Linked DNA regions of Mus musculus: region 2 is linked to region 1. A link is a contact called in public promoter capture Hi-C data. All regions are on one chromosome and are shown on one strand. The core of a region is the stretch at or near the end of the contact, and the rest is flanking DNA. Distances in the headings are between cores, read along the strand shown. Region 1 holds the start of Rell1 (RELT-like 1). Region 2 has its middle 3.9 kb from the start of Gm31889.

What was found. Promoter capture Hi-C pulls out the DNA fragments that hold promoters and counts their contacts.
Region 2: a contact with region 1 is called in a promoter capture Hi-C map of cranial neural crest. The contact joins the enhancer-like site here to the promoter of Rell1 in region 1. A contact is called at or near these places in 4 of 39 promoter capture datasets (the 3T3-L1 cell line, cranial neural crest, hippocampal neurons and 1 more), 1 of 484 Hi-C or Micro-C datasets (myocytes) and 3 of 115 datasets of contacts at active chromatin or transcription factors (astrocytes, embryonic forebrain and embryonic stem cells).

The regions. Positions count from the first base shown.
Region 1 is chr5:63,966,973-63,970,864 of GRCm38.p6, reverse strand. It overlaps Rell1 (RELT-like 1), which reads left to right and starts at 1,968. Exons shown (of 7, transcript NM_145923.4): 1 at 1,968-2,219. The coding sequence starts at 2,132.
Region 2 is chr5:64,873,735-64,877,612 of GRCm38.p6, reverse strand. No RefSeq gene overlaps it. Among named protein-coding and RNA genes, the nearest start is that of Gm31889, 3.9 kb to the left of the region's middle. RefSeq lists an enhancer at 1-829. Within about 2 kb of position 1,407, at least 39 of the 459 cell types and tissues checked have an H3K27ac peak or open chromatin away from gene starts, as enhancers often do.

The sequences.
Region 1 (3,892 bases), core at 719-3,218:
GACCAAAACAACTTGTGAGAGTGTCTTAGTCACTGTTCTATTGTTGTGGAGAGACACCATGACCATAGCAACTCTTATAAAGGACAACAATTTATTGGGGCTGGCTACCGTTCAGAGTTTTAGTTCATTGTCATCATGGCTGGAAGCATGGTGGCATGCAAACACCCGTGGAGAGGCAGCTGAGCGTTCAGATCCTCAGGCAGCCTTAAACCAGTATGCCTGGCTTGAGCTTCTGAGATATCAAAGCCCAATCCCCAGGGACTTACTTCCTCCATCAAGGCCACACCTCCTAATAGTGTCACTCTCTGGGGACAAGCATTCAAACACAGGAGTCTATGGGAGCCAGTCCTATTCAAACCACCACAGGGAGGAAAGGGCTTGTTTGGCTTACACTTCCACGTTGCTGTTTAATTATCAGAGGAAACAAACCGGGAACTCAAGCAGGGTAGGAGCCTGGAGGCAGGAGTTGGCCCCCAGACCGTGGAAGGGTGCTGCTTATTGGCTTTGTTCCTCGTGGCTTGGACAGTCTGCTTTCTTACAGAAACCACAATCGGCTGGGCCCTCCCCCATCAATCACTCATTAAGAAAAATGCCCTACAGACTTGCCTACAACCTGATCTTATGGAGATATTTTTTTCCAATTGAGGTTCTCAGACAAATCTCTAGTTTGTGTTGAGTTGACAAACAAAACAAAACAAAACAAAAAAAAAACTGGCCAGCACAATGTCTTTCCTCTGCATTCTTTCTCAGACCTTTCCCTTTGATACATTTGTCAGACTACAGGATGTGCCACAAATTGTGCATAGGATCCATAGTTCCTGTCTTTGACTCAAAGGGCAGGGCCTCCAACCTTCAGCTTCTCTCCCTGGTAATTCTCACATCATTGCTATTTGTAACAGAAGGGTGGAGGGTGTTAGAGAGGAGAAATAACTCCCCCTTGAGCATTAGAGGCCACCAGTCAGTTTACAGAAGGGGCTGAAGACCCACCCTCCATTCAGCTCACATCTGTCAGGACTGGGCTTTAAGGACCTTGTGTGGAGTCTCCACGGATTAGTTAAAACGAGGCTATTGGTTAGTTAAAAGGAAGCTAGTCAGAAAAAGGTACATTCCCCTTTAACAACTACTTCTGCCCTCTTAGTGCATGCTGTCCTTGAGCCAGGAGCTGAGATTAAACCTGCAAGCAAACACTGGAGATACATGGATCATGGTGGCCCAGGTCATGCAGACTTCATGAGCTCACTTCCTGGCCGGTGACATGGGGATAATACTCACCTTACCGAGCTGATGTGAGGATATGAAGACAGAAGTGACTGGAAAGTTGAAGAATTGTTCCAGGGGAGTGTTTGCAAGATGATTAAAACAAAACCCAGTCCAACGCAAGCAAACAACCAGTGTGTGGGGACGTGTTCCTCAATAGAAGTAGCTTAGACAGAATGGGATGGGGACAATTAAAAAAGTTTTTTTTTTTTAATTTATTCTCCTTAATGTTTAAACGATCAACCATGACTTTGAACGTAGCATTCCTTCCTAGACCACTAACGAAGGTTAATTAACTGGGTAAAGACTCCGATTGAGAAAAAAAAAAAAAACATCGCGCCATTCTGAAACTGCTGGTCCTGTCTGCTCTCCATCCTGGGCTTCCTGGCCTAACCTCTGCCTTCCTCTTCCCGCATCTGACTAGTCCCAGGACCCAGGAGAAGGGAGTAACCCGCCCCAGCCTGAGGCTCCCGCGCAGACCCGCCACTTGGCTGGGCAGGGTTAGCCCGCCCAGCAGAGGAGGCGGAGAGGGTCAGCAGTGGGCGGGGCTCGGGGTGGGGCCACGGCTTGGGCGCGCGGCTGACGCGACCCAAGGGTTTAGAGGGGAAGCGGGAGTGACAGGAGAGGCGCGGCCTGGACTCGGGGGCGGGGTCATGCGTGCGGAGGCGGGTCCAGGCTTCAAGGGACCGGGGCGCGGCGATCAGGGGCGGGGCTTCCGTGCGGTGGGCGGGGTCCTGGCGGGTCCAGGCTGAGCGGGTAGGGGCTCGCGGGGGCCGAGCTCCTGCATTCAATCCACCCGGCAGCCCTCGAGCTGCACCGTCTACCCCGACCCGGGACGCCGCGGCCGGGGCGAGGAGGGCAGAGGGACGCGGCGATGGCTCTGTGGGGACTCCCGGGGTCCGCTGTGCTTGCTGCTTCAGTGTTCGTGGGAGGCGCTGTGAGTTCGCCGCTGGTGGCCGCCGGTGAGTGCTTTGGTCCTGGTCGGGACGCCTGGTGAGTTGGGTCTGCGCACGGAAGGGAGCCAGGGGCTCGACGAGTCGGTCGAGCCCACAACCCCGCCGCGCCCTGAGTTGCGCGCGCCCTGCTGTGCTACCGGATCTGGCTCTGAACATCTGGGTGTCCCGGGGTGGCCCGGGCAGGGTGCGGCGCGCAGCGCGGCTCCAGTCCTTCCCCACCCGCCTGCCGGGGTCCCGCCTTCCCTCCCCGCCGCTTCTAAAAAACGGCGGGACCCCAACTCGGATTCTTCAGGATGTCGCTTTCCTGGGATGCCTTCTCCCTAGCCGTGGACCCCTTTCTACTGTCCTGGTCCTCAGAGGCCTCACCAGGCGAATATCTTGACACCCGGGATAGGGTTCTGCTTTCCAGCCTCCTTCCTCGCTTTATTTTCTTCTTTCCTTTTCATTATGTTAAAGCCTTGAAAGTGCCAGTCTTTGCAGGTGGTTATGGATTCTTTTAGTAAGTCGGGAATTTCTCACTCCTTCCCATACATGCTGGATAAATTAGGCCGGGAAAGAGGAAAGACATCTATAATGTATACTGCTTTTTCTTTGTATCAAATCCTGTCATCACAAAAGGAACCTCTGTGGTCGGGGTGGAAGCCACCAAGCCGAGACGCTGAGTGCTGTCTTCAACTACAAGCCATCAGCGGGAGTTTCTAACTGAAATCTAAGAGGTCTACCTTTTACTTAAGGACGCCTTTGCCTTGTGCTCCTGTTTTTATAAGGCACACACCAGGGATTCTTAATAATTGTTTCCCCCTCTTAATTGCCACCTCGCTGCAGTACTTAAAAAAAAAAAGTTAAGCCTTCCTGGCCGTTTGGGGTTACCACAGGCTGATTCTTACGTCAGCAGGCTCTGCCAAGCTTGCCTTCAGGGGTGGCTCCTCTTCAGGCCCAAATAATAAGCAGCTGGAAGGCTTCCAACGGTGACTGTCTTCTCTATAAAATATACGTGCTGCTCTTCTTTTTGGAGAATGTTCTAGTCACTCGGAGCTTTGGAGCCTGCTTCTCATTTGTCCTTTACTTTTTCATGGGCATCAGAACGAGCTAGCAAGGGAACAGGATAGATAGACGATGTGTCTCCTGGGTATTTATTAGCAGATCCGCATTTCCTTCAGCCATCTACCCAGGGGAAAGGGAAGCTGGTGACTCGTTCTATTGGATGGGAGATTTTCCCGTGCATCCTGGGCTTCTTTCCCGAGACTTGTAACTACAACATAGTTTCAACGTAGATTGGAGACTGCAGGTAGTAAGTGGTATCACTTGTTGCAGAGTTTGGAACAATAACAGAAAAGATGAACCTGGGAGCAAGATTGTTACAGTTTAGTAAGTGAGGCATGTAACCAGCCATCATCAGGAGAAATCCATTCCTAGAGTGGGTTTTTGTTTTGCTGGGTTTCTGAACAACATCCGGGTGTCAGGCCTGCAATGTGACTGAAGAAAGTTCTACGGAGTGGTGCTATTAGTAACCTTTTATGAGTGAAAGTTAGTGCTTAAAAAGAATGAAGTACCTAAGGTGGAGAGGATAGAACTTCCAGTTTGTTGGCTGGCTTAGGGCCTGTATCAAGAGATGAGCCTGGAACATCTGGCAGCTGATCTCTTTGGACTCCAAGTCCAGAAGTAGGAAGAAGGAGATG
Region 2 (3,878 bases), core at 158-2,657, 910 kb before region 1:
TGGTGTGCCACGCAGATTTGAGTGGTCCCGTATGATTCACTTGAATTTCCCAGGCCGTGTCTCCTTTCTGCAAAGAGCTGGTGAAACTAGACCAGCGGTATCCACCAGTGCTTTCTGAGTCAACAGAACTCCTGTGAAGCCGGCATGAGTGAGCTCTTCTCCCAGGCAAGCCCAGCTGAGCAGTGAATTCTAACAAGTCGGTCCTGACACGTGACACCTCTCTTTGCAACTCCTAGTGGCTACCCTGTGTAGGACTGTCCATGCAAAACTGATGCAAACGTGGCTTAAGAGTTCATTCTTGAACCAAACGTGAGTTACCATGATGCAGAGACATGGATGCTGTTGCTCCAAACAGCGTCCTGCCGTGGAAGGAGTCACGTGAGACTTTACTAGTTACGGAACAAAGACCATCCTGAATCAAGGCACCAACCAAGTACCCTGGCACTTCTCTGCAATAGGTTTCCGCTGCTGTCGGATGGTTTTCTTAGCGTTTGCTTCGATGAGGCTAGTGGTCTGCTAGTAATAGGATCCAAAGGTCATACTTGAGAAGTCAAGGGAACTGTAAGCAAGTCAAAGACAGAGGAGTGGAGCAACTACTAAGGTGACTAACAGTAATCCAAGCTCATGTGGTCAGGATCTGCACCAAGTCTAACTCCACAGCTACAAAGTTCTCATCAGCATTTGACCTTGTAGAATATTAAACAATGACTTGTGCCCCTTCCTTTATTTTACCCTGGGAACTTTCCCTAACAACCCCTCACCCATCTCTTCTCAACTGGCTCAACCCCATGGCCGCCACATAGGTAGGGGTGTGTGAACGTTTCCCAGCAGCACTGGTCTCTCTCAAAAGCACCACTGAAAACCAGAAGAGCATATGTGGCTGGTCAGTACCCCAGGGTCTGCAGCAGTGGCTGCGGACAGGAGGCCAGTGTGGAAGTCACAGCTCACACTTCTCCACGGGTATCTTCATAGACATAAGTGACCTGCTCCTCCAAGCTTGGCATCAATTCCCTGAAGACCATCCCGTGATCTAGATCCTGGCTTGCTCCTTTCCCACATCGCCGGAAGCACCTTAGCTCTTAGTGCATCTCCGGAATGGGGCTGTTGTTAGCTTTTGTGCTCATGGAAAACCCATCCTTTCTCTCATTTTGTGGTCAGGAGACATGGCTTTTCTTTATGAACCCCAGGAGCTGCCAAAGTCCCTGCTCCTCAGAGGTGATGGAGTTTTCCAAAAATGGGAATCAGCGATCTTTCCAGTTTCATAGTCTCTCCTCACTTTCCACTCCCCACCGTGAGGCAGTTTTGCTTTTTATTTTTTTCTGTGCTGAGAACCAAAGCGGGGGAGGGCAGAATCCACAAGGGCCTCAATAGTGAGATCATTGCCAAATGTTTGACTCCTGCAGCTAACTTATAAAAAAAAAAAAAAAAGTCCTGGCTTCTCCGGCTGCTCTCCCTGAAGTCTGTCACCAGGCTGCAAGGAAGCATAAACTGGCCTGCTACACTTCAGTGTGGCATGTGTGTGAGTGTGTGGTGTGCTTGTGTGTGCATTTGTGTTAAGTGTTGCATGTGTGTGAGAGTAAATGGGAGAGTGTGTTTGGGCATGCTTGGGTGAATGTGTGTGTGTGTGTGTGTTTGTACGTGTGTGTGAATGTGTGTAAACGTGTTCATTTGTGACTATGAATGTGTGAGAATGTGTGTTTGTATGTGTGTATATACACGTGAGTGTATGAGTATGCGGGTGGCATTTTGTTTGTGTGAGAATATGTTGGGTGAGTGTTGTGTGTAAGTGTATTTGTGTTAGTGAAATCTGGAGGGTGTGCTTTTGTGAGAGTATTTGTGTGTGGGGGTGAGTGCGTAAATATTTCTCTAAGAGTGTGCCTTTATGTATGTAAATAGTTTATTCATGTGTGCCATATGTATAGTTTGTGTATCTGTATTTGTGTGTGTTGAATGGAACTTAATAACAGATGGACTGTTCTTGAGGGTGGTCTTGCTCAGATGTTTCTTTCGGATACTCTAATTTGCTAGACTGTTTGGGTCTTTGACTCTAGAGCACTGGTTCTCAACCTTCCTAATGCTACAACCCTTTAATACAGTTTCTCATGTTGTAGTGACCCCCAACTGTGCGGTGGTGGACCATATGAGGAAGCCTGGTAAGGTCGAGCTAAGACTTGAAGCCCCAGGGACCCTGAAGGGATGGTAGGAGCCTTGCCTTCTCCCAGCACCAGGCCCCTGTCACATAGCCACAGTCCCCTCATATGAGAAGTGTGGCCATCAGTCCCATAGGGGCAGTGTTCACAAGTCCCTCACAAGTCTTTGAAACACAGGGTTTCAAAGAACAGGCTATATAGCCTGTTACCCACTCAGAAGGCTGGGAACAGATGTATTTAATAGCCTGGTGACTTATTTCACTATCTATGTGGCCAAGACGACACTGGATCTTCCCCCAGATCCTTATTGTAAACATGTCAATCTGTCAATCGAAGAACCTATCTTTATGGAAGGTGTCACATGCTCTCAATCTATAGAACTCATCTTTATGAAAGATGTCAAGTGTACGCTACAAAGAATTTCAATGTAGTCCTAAGTACACAAGACTGAGCTAATTATCACCAGTTTCCCCCACTTTTGCTGTGCTAAAATAGACCTGAAATAAACCACTCAAGGTCACACTCCTGAAGTTTGAACCTACACTGTCTATTTAGTCATGTTCAACTGCTTTTCTTGGCCATGCAGGGAGATTCCACAGCCCCTTTCTTGATTCTTGACTCTACACCTAGAACCATATGGCTAAAGATGCCAAGTTCTGTGGTTTGATGGGTCTTGAGCTTTGCTCCTTAGTTCAAGTACATGTACATCAGCTTTCTGTGGGCAATGGTTCCCATTGCTGCTTAGGTTTTCCTTTAATTCCCTTTCAGAGGTTGGAAGCTGAGCTGGATGGAGTCTCACCCTGAGGTCACCACACCCTTCATTCCATTTAACATCAGGTTTTACTTTAAACGTTTTATCTCCTTGAGCACTGGAGTTAGCTCCTTTTCTTCTTAAACTGGATATTTTGTATTTCTCTTTATCCAGTTTTCTCCTTTTCATTATAGCTCTGCATAAGAGTGGTTATTAATAACCACAGGACTCAGTCAATAATAGGCTGTCTTGGAATCTCCTCAGCCAATGCCATTGATCCAAAACTCATCAATTTAGCCTCAGGCAGATTTTTAGAACAAGGGCAAAAAGCAGCCACATTCTTTGCCAAAATACCACCGCAATAGAGTCTCTACACCAGCTGTATTCCACCCCTCAGAAGACTCTAGGCTGGACCCACACTGCTCTTAGCACTACTGTTTCCCAAGCTTCTCCCAGCATGACTGTGAAGGCTGCTCTTGGGTGTCAACTTGACCACATCTGGAAGGAATTACAACACAGAAATGGAGGGTACACCTGTGAGACACTATTTTTGCTTGGTTTGAAGTGGGCAAATCTACGTATAGTCCAGAACTCTGAGTTAGGAAGACACATGCCTTTTGATCCAGATCTTGAGATAGGAAGACGCGCATCTTTGATTTGGATCTTGAGGTGGGAAGACACACCTTTAATCTGGGCCACACCTTCTGCTGGAAGCCTATATAAGGACATGAAGAAGGAAGCTTTTGCTCTATGCCTGATGTTCCTCATCTTGCTACATCCATCCCTTCACTGGCATTGGAGCCTACTTTTTGGGATTCCACGGTAGACGAAAGACCAGCTCCTATTGTGTAAGCTGTCTGTCTTCCATCATCTATAAACACACATTCCATTAGTCCTGTTTTCCTAAAGAGCACTTCTGTTGAGAAACAGATCATATACAAAGGATTATATTTGATAGGCTTGCACAATAAGAGGGT